2 separate regions of the Mus musculus genome follow, and region 1 is linked to region 2. Evidence: chromatin contacts called from public promoter capture Hi-C data. All regions are on one chromosome and are shown on one strand. The core of a region is the stretch at or near the end of the contact, and the rest is flanking DNA. Distances in the headings are between cores, read along the strand shown.

The links. Promoter capture Hi-C pulls out the DNA fragments that hold promoters and counts their contacts.
Region 1: a contact with region 2 is called in a promoter capture Hi-C map of embryonic stem cells. The contact joins the promoter of Foxd1 here to the promoter of Barx1 in region 2. A contact is called at or near these places in 3 of 39 promoter capture datasets (cranial neural crest, embryonic stem cells and frontonasal cranial neural crest).

The regions. Positions count from the first base shown.
Region 1 is chr13:98,351,895-98,357,620 of GRCm38.p6, reverse strand. It overlaps Foxd1 (forkhead box D1), which reads right to left and starts at 3,376. Exons shown (of 1, transcript NM_008242.2): 1 at 916-3,376. The coding sequence starts at 3,001. The coding sequence ends at 1,631.
Region 2 is chr13:48,659,494-48,665,860 of GRCm38.p6, reverse strand. Barx1 (BarH-like homeobox 1) reads right to left here and starts at 2,825. Exons shown (of 4, transcript NM_007526.4): 1 at 2,522-2,825; 2 at 544-835; 3 at 376-460; 4 at 1-33. The coding sequence starts at 2,744. Gm36606 (a long non-coding RNA gene) reads left to right here and starts at 3,069. Exons shown (of 4, transcript XR_382336.3): 1 at 3,069-3,322.

The DNA.
Region 1 (5,726 bases), core at 2,127-4,626, about 50 Mb before region 2:
GACCCAAAGCATTCAAATTATGTGTTACATATGCACCCATCTGCTATAAGCAGGGCTCGCAGTACCATCTGTACTTAACCAAGACTAGCCTCAGCTTTTGCAAGGAACTATAAGTTGAATCTAATCAGCACTGAAAGCCTTAAAATTTGAAAAGGGATGCCCTAAATCACCCAAATTGTTTATTTAGTTCTGTAAACACCCAGGTACTTTCATCTTTAAATCTTTGAACCACATACCCTGTTAAAGTTGACAAATTCTCTTGCGCTTGGGTTATTCATTTTAAGCCAAAATCCCAGGCATCTTGCCTTTGCACTCAGAACTCATTTGTATAATTCCTGGACTCGCTTTTACCTTAAAGACCAGAACTTTCATATACAATTCATGTTATAAATGTAAATATTTGCTTATCCAGAACCTTTACGCTTTTAAACAGATAATCTCCTCATCTCTTTTTGCTGTTAAAATTGTAAACCCAGAGACCGGCCCTGCTTGTGTTGTTTCCATCACAGTTTAACATAGTGTTTGAGCATTTTTTTTTTTTACAACATCTTGCTGATAAGTGAGCAGAAATTAACTCGAGAATTTTGAAAATAAAATCGAATACTCCTGTTAAATTACCTTAGAATGACTAAACCATCTCCCTGATCTCAAAGATGGACAAAGCTTGGACTTGGAATTATCTAGCAAAGTAACGGCTTTCATTTGCTGTCACTAAAAACAAGTTCTGTGCAGCGGATGGCTTTGACTTGGAAAGTTTAAATGAAGAAGAACTGTGGCAGCATGGTATCCCGGTTTTGTTAGTCTTTCTTTGAAAGTACTATTTAAGTAGATCCTGGACTGAGTTCAGACTCATCTATTCCACCTTTTTCTTCTTAACAGAAAAGAAACTAAGAAAGGGACAATTCAGCCAATTACTTAGGTGGCTTTTCTTTGAAAATTAAGCATTTTATTTCTGAAAAAAAGTGTAAAAATCTTACATTAGAATAGTACAATAATAATTGCCAGTAAAATTTACAATACTCCTTGCAAAGAATACGTAGTAAGTACAAAATAAAAATTCCGCATGTCCATTATGATACAAAACACAGGTTAAAAATAGGAAATGGTAAATTTCGACTTATTTCTTGTGTAAACATGTTAATTTTTTTTCTTTCCATGAAAAAAGTCTACCAAACAAGTGTGAACAAGTAGAGGCATTTCTTGGAGACTTTTACTGGTTTTCTATAAGCTGCATTTAAACATTACTGATTTTTTAAAACGCCTGGACCTGAGAATCTCTACACCTCAAAAAGGGCTTAGTTTTGATGATTTTGCTTGTTTTGTTTTGTTTTTTCTCAATTTGTCAAAAGTCAAGGAAATTCCTAGTGCCAAGACAGAGCGACTCCCCTCCTTCCCACCCCAAGTCAGGGTTGCAGCATAGGGCGATTTTGCATAAATAGATGGACCCTCTGAGCTAAACTGCGCGGCGCCCCAGCTGTCGCCCAACACAGTCTGGTCCAAGAATCCGAAGCGGCGAAAATGGGGGGCGCGGGGTCTCCGAGGACCGGGAGGGGCGAACGAAACCAACCCCCCCATCCGGAGAAAGAAGCCGGGAGTCCTACCTTCGCTCTCCCGCGCGCTAACGACGTTCCTAACAATTGGAAATCCTAGCAGTAAAGTTCTCCACACTGGACAGCGCTGTCCCTTGGTGCAGAGTCCCCAGCGCGGCGGACGAGGACACGGAGGAGGCGGCGGCCGCGGCGGCGACCACGAGCGAGCGGGTGAGCGCGACGGCGGGACCAGCAGCCGCCTGTACTGCGCAACCCCCGCCCCCGGGTCCCGGGGCGGTCCCGCTGGCGGCCCCGGACGAGACGTGCGCCCCGGCGGCCGCGGGACCCCGAGTGCGCCCGATGAGGCTCTCGATGGAGAAGGGCGAGCGTGCGAGCGCTGCGGCGCCCGGGCCTCCCGCCTTGACTGCGGCCGCCTGCAAAGGGCCGGGCAGGGCGGCAGCCAGCGCGTGTGACCGGTAGCCGAAGGCGGTCCGCGCCAGCTCGGCGGCCGCACCGGGAGGCGGCGGCGGAGGAGGAGGAGGCGGCGGGGGCGAGTGCGGATGGAAGGCGGCGGCGGCTGCCGCGGCGGCGGCAGCGAAGAGCGCGGAGGGCGGCGCGCAGGGTGGCAGCTGCAGGCCGTAGGCGCAGCCGTAGGCTCCGTAGCCGCAGGCGGGCGGTGGCGGCGGCGGCGGGAAAAGCGCGGCGCCCGGGTCCCCTGCGCCCGCCGCCGGCCCCGCACCGCGCAGCAGCAGCGCCTCGGCCGCCGCGTGGGGAGCGAGTAGCGGCTGGCGCTTGAAGCGCTTGCGGCGCCGCAGGAAGCTGCCGTTGTCGAACATATCTGCGGACTCCGGGTCGAGCGTCCAGTAGTTGCCCTTGCCCGGGTTGCCCGGTTCGCGCGGGATCTTGACGAAGCAGTCGTTGAGCGACAGGTTGTGACGGATGCTGTTCTGCCAAGCGGGGAACTTCTCCCGGTAGTAAGGGAAGCGGCTGCTGATGAACTCGCAGATCTCGCTGAGCGTCAGGCGCTTCTTGGGGCTCTGCAGGATGGCCATGGTGATGAGCGCGATGTACGAGTAGGGCGGCTTCACCAGCGGATTCTTAGCGCCCCCGCCCGTGCCCGCGCCCGTACCACCTCCCGCGCCGCCTCCCGCTCCGGCGCCGCTGCAGCCGCCCGACCCGGTCCCCGGGGCGGGCGCAGGACCCGGAGGCGCGGGGGACGCGGCGGGCCGGGAGGCCAGCAGCAGGTCATCGTCGTCCTCCTCCTCCAGGTCCTCGAGATCGTCCTCCCCGGCGTAAGAGCGCCTCCGCCGCTGGGCCGAGCTCGGCAACCGGGACCCGCCGCCGCCGCGGCCGCCGCCGCCCTCGTCGTCATCGTCCTCCTCCTCCTCGTCGTCCTCGCCCTCCCCCACCACGTCGATGTCTGTCTCCTCCGCGAGGCCGGAGGCATCGGACATCTCCGTGCTCAGGGTCATAGCTGGGGCGGCGCGGTGGCGCGGCGGCACATAGGGGCACCGGGCTCCCGGCTCCCTGGCCTCCCCAGGCCGATCCCGGAGCGGCGGACCCGGAGCGAGGACGCCACTCTGCGACGCGCGGCTGCAGGAGGTGGCTGGGGCCGCTCCGCTCCGCTACTTGGCGAGCAGGGCTGTGCGAGGTGTTTGCGCTCCCCGGCTCGGCGGGCACCGGGTGGCGGGCGCTCTAGACTTGACCTTTTCCACTGTGGTCCCTTTAGCCCGGTTAGTCCAGGAGGGGGTGGCTGGACCCTGGCGGGCCAGTCGGTGTCGGGCGCCCAGAAGGGCGCGGGAGGAGTGAGAATCTAGAAACGGAGCTCGGCAAGGCCAGGGCTGAGTCCAGAAGAGGGCGGACCTTGTCTGTGCTTATAGCAGAAGGGGGCCTGTCACATGGTGTGCACGTCAGAGCGCGGCCCAGGGAAGGAAAAGAAAGGCGAGGGAATCGGCGTGTAGGAAGAGAAAGTTCACCCGCAGGAGGGGCAGCAGCAAGAGTTGGAGACTGAAGCCCACTATTTCTTGCCAAGATATTGGCTATCCTGAATCCCACCCTAGCCAGCCGCGAGCCGACCCGAGAGCTACAGGAGTTCAAACCCCCAGCCTTATTCTCCCGGATTAGCCCTCAACCCTAATCTCAAGCGCTCCGGGGACGCTTCGATTGGACAACCCAGTGGCCTGTAGGAGTCATCCCACTGGGGACAACTGCTCTATGTGTGAGGTGCTCACTGGAATATTGAGCGAGGGAGTCTGGTAGGGTGTCCCAGCTCTCTGGACTGGGCCAGTCTCCGCCTGTGGAATCTGATGAAAAATCCCCCATTTTGAGCACGGTAATAATTGTTTATTGACCCTTTAACCCTTTCCCTTCGGTTCTTCTCCAAAGACGTTTGTTTTCCGCCATCTGTTAATAAAAATGCGGTTAGGCTGGCGTTTTGGTCATTTATCTGCAATTGAATGCCCTAGAGACTTGACAGCTAAACTAAGCCACTCTAATGAGAGCATCTCACAAATTCCATGGGAATAGAGCAAGCAATGGTTGAATGAGGAAAAGAAATAGAAAATTGTAATGAAAACCCAAACACACACAGAAATTACACATAGCAGCAACTCAAACACTGTTGAGATGTTAGGAAAAAGAGCGCTATACTTTTCAATAAAAGGTATTTCTAAAGGAGCATTTCACACTACTTTCTAAATACTGGAATTATTATAACTTACACACAGTGTTGTTCCGGAAGGATTGATAGTAGAAAGGACAGTAGCAAAGATGAACTTTGAGATCAATTTTTTATTTTGGAAAATACATTAAATGCTTTTTATACTCTTTTTTTTAAAAAAAAACCCGACTTTTAAATTTTAAATGCAGGATGCAACTCCACTCGATTCATTTTTCTTCCAAGTGGCAAGCTAATAGGGATGATTAAAGTATTATTCTGTTTTAAGGTCACCTGTGTTTACCACCAGCTAAATGTTTTGTTCTGGCTGGCGGGAAATCCGAATAATTGTGTAATCCGAATTCATTTTGATAGCCTAGCTTTCTGGATGTTTGCCTTTTCTGAGATGTTTCGATTTCAAATAGGGAACTTTGCCTTACCAGTTTAACTTTCTGGTTAAAATCGCCATTTGCCAAGAACTGAATAAAAATTCAATGGCTTTCTCTAGGAACAATCTCAAATGCTCTGTGTGTCATTGTATCAACCAAGTGTTTCTTACTTCCTGAAGTGACTTGTTCTAACTGGTATTCATCACAAAAATAAGCTGTTGCCCCATCTAATACTTCTTTTCAAATCAGATTTCGTTTTCTCCAATGGGTAACCACCAGTTCCACTTGTAAATGGTCTGTAAAGTCTACTAGAGATCTTTAAAAGATCTATGAGAATGCCTTGCGATCTGAACGCGTTGATTTTCATTGCCTCTCATTTGATGTATGACTGGACCATCTAATTATTGTAATGGGCTCTGATTAACCTGCGCCAACATTAATCAGGCAGCGAATGCTTTGTTGATGCAGACAGGCGTCCTAACCAAGGAGTCCACTTTTACATCAAAAGTTTAAGTTTTATTAGTGCTTGCCCGATATCTAAATAAACACTATGGTTTTCGCAGTGCTGAGGGCTGCTGCGTACAAACGTATTTGAAGATGGAATACAAGAAGAATTGTTCGCAGGTTATTAGTAACGTTAGAGGAAAATCTCTCTGCTCAAGATTTGCAATTTGTCTGTCCTAGAAGGGTCTGGGAGTTGAGAGCTTATGTTCCGTTTGCAATATCGCCCCCAAAGGGTTAAAGGGCTGTTTCCTGGAAATGTTTGGGGAAACGTGGTAAATTACCTTAAAGTCACTGGCGGGGGGCGAGGAATGTGGGGATTTGCTGGATTTGACAGACCACCTCAACACACTGGGATCAATGAAGGTACAGAACAGGTAACCAGAGATTTGAGTGAGCTTCACTAAAGCCATCTTTGGGCACTCCACCAGTTTTGTTTGCTTTAGTTAAGGTACCTATAGCCCCTTAGCTGTTCAGTCCAGAAATTTCCCAGCCTGGAAACCTTGCTGGGAATTCGTGCCTTGCTCATCCTCTTTCTGCCTTCCTGGTCCCTAGCTCTCAGAATCTCCTGACTCCCTGTCTTTTCTCCAAGGATGGAAAGTCCCCCATCCCATCCCATCCCATCCCATCCCATCCCATCCCATCCCATCC
Region 2 (6,367 bases), core at 1,576-4,075:
GGTGGGGGACTCCAGGCCGCCACCTTGCAGCACCTGTTCCGTGAATGAACAGTACTAGGTGAGGAAAGAATCCGATCAAGGACCACCGGATGCCCAGGGCCCAACCACGGCATCACAGTGACTCTAGGCCCTAAAGAAACGGTGGAGGTTTAAAGAACTGCTGAGGAGAACGAGCGGAAGATGGAGGAGTTAGAAGCTGCCAGGAGGTGCCGGGGATGGGGGTTCTGTCCTAATGAACCCAAGCAGACACAGCAGTTCACGGGATGGGATGGGCAGAAGTCTTAGTGTGAGGAGGGCGGGAAGGTATTTCTTGGAGGACACCAAGGACAAAGCCCAGGAAACCCCAGCCCGCAGGAAGCCACCAGCCACACTTACTATTTTCTTCCATTTCATCCTCCGATTTTGATACCACGTCTTCACCTGTAACTGGCTCAGGCCCAGGGACTCAGCTAGATCTATTCTGGAAAGAGTAACGCACACCCTCAGCGGGTCAGGCCACCACCTGCCTACCCTTCCCTCGAGCCCAGTCTTGCCCGGCACTACCTGTCAGGGGTAGAGAGGTACTTCTGCTTCTCGAAGCGTTTCTCCAGCCCCATCAGCTGCAGCTCAGTGAATACGGTGCGACTCCGGCGTCCTTTCTTGGCTTTCGCGCCAGGTTCACCAGAGCCAGCTGCTTCCAGCTTCCCGCGGAGTTGCAGCTCCAGCGGCAGGTGCGATGCGCCTGCGGGGCCGGGCATCCCAGGCCCGGCGGCCAACAACGCCGAGCCCAGCCCGGAGCAGCCGAGCGGCGCCAGTGGGAACTTGAACACTGCGGCCTGCTCAGCCTTCAGCACCGCTACAGAGCAAAGAGAGAAGGGGAGAGAGAGAAGAGAGAAAGATCTGGGTGAACTGGATTCCAGCCTCCCACGCCACAGCGCTTTGCTGCGTTTGGGAGCCCGAACCAGCCACTCCCTGGGGATTTAAACCCAGCATCCTGGGCGACCCTCCTTCAGGTAGCTATCCCGAGGAGTCTAGAAAAGAGTATCCCTCGCATCCTTTGCTCTTTTTTGGAGTCCCCATGAGCCAGTAGGCTCCGAGATTTCAGGATGCTTTAGAGCAAGTTCGCTGCTCCGAGGACATAGAGTATGCCTTTCGTGAAAAAGAGAAACTAAGAAGAAACGGGTGAATTTGGAAGCGGGGGCGGGGGTGGGGGAGCTTTTGCATTGGGAAAAGAACGTTGTGGAATGTGAGCATTTGTTTTTCTGGGCGCTGTACCTACATCACTGGCTGAGGCTTGGACATTGGCGAGGAAAGGGTCACCAAAGCATCCTTTGAACCTGAAAATTGTCTTTCTTGTTTCCTCTGTTCAGACCCCCTCCCCCCAAGAAGCATGAAGACCTCTCCATGTTCTTTAGCCCTAAATCGGCTGTTTGCCCGCTTCAAACGAATTGCCAACAACAGAGTCCTTTTATAGTGAACGGCAGCAGAGAGGCTGTGAACCAGATGAACATCAAAGAGGCAAACTGGACTGGCTGCTACCAAGACTGGACAGAATCTGGGGCCGGTTCCGGAGGCCGCTAGCTGAGCTGGAGTCTATATTGGACGCTTCCTTTCCTGGTAGGCTTCTCCTAAAAGAGATACTGGAAAGGATGGATCTGCCTGGCTGAGAACCATCAGGGTAAGGGGAGCATAGAAAACATAGCAGGAAGTGGGAAGAGAATCTTGCGGAGGGGGAGAGGTAGAGGGGAGACAGATCCACTTTACCAAAAGGCTAGGAAGGAGGTCAACCAAAGAGAGTCACTAAGCCCTAAGCCGAGATGCAGTACAGGGCAGACTGCCTCACAATCTCCCAAGAGACAAGACGGAGACAGAAAAGATCTGAGCAAGTGCTTCAAGACGCACGAAAGCCCAGCAGATCTCGGGATGGAAGGACCAACTGGGCAGCGGATCACAACCAGGCCTCTTTCCCTCAAACAAGGCCTACGGAGACCCTGGCCGCAGCACAGGCCTCGGTCGGTTGCTGACTGGAAAGCACGGGGTTCTGAAAGGCTCCTGGATGGCTTGGGCATCCAACACTATGCGACACGACCCTCTTCTCCAGAGCTTTCCCAGTCTGGGCAGCTACTGTTATGCCCAGCCAACCCTACCGCGAAACTCAGGCTTCCCCTGGTTTGAAGTCATTTTGATCCAGAGTGCTCGGTAGATTGATTTTGTAGCAACCATAGGGATGCGGTCTCTGGCTCCTGGCCTCGCCTATCACCCGATTCGAAAAAACTCGAAGCCGCCCTGAAGCAGAAGACAAACTCTCTTCTGGTCTGACGCGAGGACACAAGGCCTGGTTTCTGCCTAGCTCATTGCTCGCACCCTCCACTTTCCCGTTGGAGTGCGCGAAGAGAGGTAGGTGCCTCGGGCCTGCGCTGAGCTGCATCCCAGGTCGCTCCAGAAACAGGGGAGAAAGAGGATGAATTACGGACAACCCCAGGTCTCCGACTCCCACCCGCCCGCCAAGCCCAGTCCTCTGCGCGGCGGCCGCTGCACGTACCCAGGTGGCTGTGGAAGGGCCGGGCGGCCAGCAGCGCCTGTACGCCGAACTTGAGCAGCTCGCCCGCGGCGGCAGCGGCGGCCGCGGGCGCTGCGCCCTTGGGCCCCGGAGGCTCAGTGAGGATCTCTTCGATCATGAAGCTGCGGTAGCGATGCGGTCGGTGATCCGCACAGCCCTCGGGCGGACCGAAGCGCGCGGCTCCCGGCTCCCCTGGCCGCTGCATCGCGGCTCCCGGGGATGCGCCCGCGGCTAGGAAGCGACGGCGGCTAAGCTCCGGCGCGGGGCCCGCGCGGGGCTCTAGGCCGGCCCGCAGCTCGCGGCGGCGCGCGGGCGCCGGCTCATGCCCCCTCCCCCGCCGGCTGGCCGGGCGGAGGCGCAGGGCGCGGGCGGGGCGCGCGGGGCTCGGCCAGTCGGACCCGGGACTGCGTCCCCGCCCCGCGCCGCCGCGCCTCTAGCCTGGCCAGCCCCGCGTCACTGCCTTGCCCCGCCCGCCCTGCCCCGCCCCGCCCCGCGCTGCCGCCCCCCACCCACTAGGCCCAGCCGGAGGGAGGGACCCAGGAGGGAGGAAAGGAGGTTGAGAGGAGGGAAGGAGGGAAAGAGCCCGGGATAGGGGCTCGCAGGCCGGGACCAAGGGAAAAAGAGGAGAGCTCGCCCAAGAGGACAGCCCTGAGGATAGGACACTGCGGAGATGGGCAAACCGAGGATCTTGAATGAGAGGCGTGAAAAAGTCTGAAGACAGACAGCAAGGACCACGCAGGATCCTAGGCAGTGATGTGAAGGTGTCCAAGACGCCTCTTAGACGTGAGTGCGCCGAGACGTAGAGAGGAGAGAGCCCCAGAGGTGCAGGAGGGCACGGGGAGGGCACAGCAGCAAGGCCAGCGGACTGGGTGGGATGGGGAGGGGCTGGAGTGGTGGTGAGGAGGAGGGGCAAAAGCCAAGCTGGGAAAGGGGTAGCCTTAAACAGCTTTCCCAGGTCTGCGAGATGCTGTAGGGATCCAGTGCAATACACCGGGGTGTAACTCGCAGGGTGGTGACCATGCCTGTGCACCACTTCCCCCCCTTCCCTGTCCACCCCAACCTCAGTTTACCATTTTGATCTCAAATCTCTGAAGCTACCCTGGGAGAAAAAAAAAAAGATTCTCCAACTAGGATTTACCTAAATTTCTAATTTAAGCTTACCTGGACACATTTTCTCTGGCAACCACCAGACTTAGTGGGCTGAGTTATGTTTACTTAGAGCAAGGGATAGAATAAGGGCAGATGAATAAAAAGGGGAAAGACTGTCACTGGATGAACTTTGAGGCAGGGGATCATGGAATACTCTGAGAGTCTGGGGACCTAGCTCCATCTCTGAGCCTCCAGTCTCTCACAGGACTAAAGATGGGGCTGTTAGATCATTCTCTTTTTCTCTCCCCAAATTAACCTCTGTTGAGTGTGCCTCTTTGAGTCTTGGCACTGACAGTTTCTGAGCTGTCTCAAGTCTGGAAGACTTGACTCTTGGCTCCAGGGAGTTTGTGGGGATGGAAGGTGAGACTTTTCTATACCCAGGGTGACCCATGCCAGCTGTTCAGGGGTAGCAAGAAGGGTAGGGTGTCCTCAGGAGGCTAGGAGAGGACTTGCTGTATTTCCTATCTGCCTCTCTCAGGAGTCTTGGGTTCTGTCTCCACCCTGTCCAGCCTTCCTAGACTGGACTCCATGTTTTAAGCCACTCCTACTTCCCACGAATGCTCTCCACAGAGCCTAAGCCCTCACTGCTGGGAAACTGAGTTCATCACACTATATCCCAACTCTCCAAGTTGAAATAATTTCTTCTGCCTGCTGACGGGGTTGGGGTGGAGGGCTCAGAAGCCTACTGGACTGTAGCATCCGGGACACTAAGAAATGACCAATAGCCTTTGACCATTGAGCCTGGGAAGGGGACAAAGGGCATCTTTCCAAATGTTCTGCTGAGATGCAGACCCCCCCCCCCCAAAGCTCATTGCTACAGCTCAGCCAAATGTGCAGCGACTTTCTGAGTCAGGAGACCACCATCAGGACTGAAGGGAAGCAGTCTTTAGTGGCTTCCCGTTGCTTTAGACTCCTGAAAGGGGATAATCAGGTAACCAAAATAACTCTTTAGAAGGGTGATACAGGACCCACTAAGACCACCCGCACACATATCAGAGACAGAGTGGCAATGGGCATCTTCCCACTGAACAGAAAGGAAAGTCGGTGTCTACTCAGGACATAGGAATCTTGGCCAACAACCTCCTTTCTCAATACAACTCAATCCAAGGACTGGTTCAGGCATTCCAGTGAGTAGAAGCGGCTTTCTAGGTACCATACCTATACCAGAACAAAGGCCTTTCTGCCTATACTGCTTCCACTCTGTCCATCCCTGGAGGGCTCAACATCAGGCCCCTCCACTTCCTCTTGGGCATCGGAAGGAGTATAGCTTGGAATGGGTTCTACTGGGGAGGAGTCCCAGCCAGCTCCCATCCTATCTTCTCTGATTTTGATCCCGACAGAAGCCACCCTGTATTTGAACACTATGCGCCTTCCTTCCAATTTCAGCCAGGTTTCCCCAAAACGCAAGGTTGATCCTGGAAATGGGTCTGAGCTACCAAGACCACTCATTCCTATTGTCGATATCCAGTCAACAGCTCTGTTTTTATTGCCAGGAAGGAGTTTAAGGTCAAGCTGAACAGAGGAGGCTCATTTTTTTCTGGCATGAAGGTCTTAATTCTAGAAAGAGACCCCACCCCCACTCCATTCCACAGGTGCGCCTCTCCCCCTCCCACACACACCCTCCAGCTCCTTGGACGCTGGCCAGGACTGTTTCAAGCCGCCCAGGCCGAATGCCTGCAGTGATTCCTGCCTGCTGGGAATGAAGCCCCAAGGACTAAAAGCTTAGCCTGGCACCAAAGGCTCAGAGCCAGGCTATGCCCCGATGCCCCATGCCCTCTTTAAGCTCGAGCCCCTGACGCATCCTTTTCAAACTACATTCTTCTCAAAGTCCAGAGGGACCCTAAAGCAAACCTGCGAATAAACCCCTTTTAGGCGAAAAAAAAATTGCGAAGAAATGGCTTCAGGGATCCTTTGTTTAGGAATTCTGCATTGGCTGGCTGGAAAGGGGTTAGTTCACAAGGAAAGGGGTTCCCCCTTCCACTTGGACGGCACAGGACGAAGGGAAGTCCCCACTAGAGGCGCAGCCACTGAGTCCTAAGCCTAAAGCCCGCCAGGGCCTCCCGCCTGTCGCCTAAACTAAAATCCCGGAAACTGGCCGCTCTGGGAGAGGCAGGCACGGTGGAAAAGGTGACCTCAGCGTCCCAGGCCAGCCACCCTCCCGGGTGGCCCAGCAACGAAGGACTCCAGGCCGCAGGAGATCCTTGGCGCAGTTTCTTCCGCCAAGAGGGGACCCTTGTACGCGGAACCCGTCCCATTTCCCACTTGCGAACCCGGAAGACCCCGGGGCTTCAGCTGGCTGTGGCAGGTTAGAAGGGAGGGATGGGTCACAGCTGAACCCCAGAGCAGGGATGTGAGGTTTCAACGCGCACCGCTTCCAGCTGCAGTTTCTTTCCAAAGCACCTCCAAGAGGGAAGGAATTCTGCAGGCAATCTAACCGGGAAGTGGTAGTCCCTTATGCCACTAAGCAGATGGAGCAACCCAAAGCCAGTTCAGCCACCAGCCTCAGGGGGCTTCTAAGTGGGGCTCCCCTCCAAGCCTCCCTAAACCTTGAAGATTTCTTTTTTGTCTACTTTCCCACTTGCAACCGATCTGTATCTCATTCAGCAAATTGAATTTGGGACCCCGGGTGTCTGGAAGGAAGATTTCTTAAAACTTCTGTGGGCCAAACAACTTTCCGGA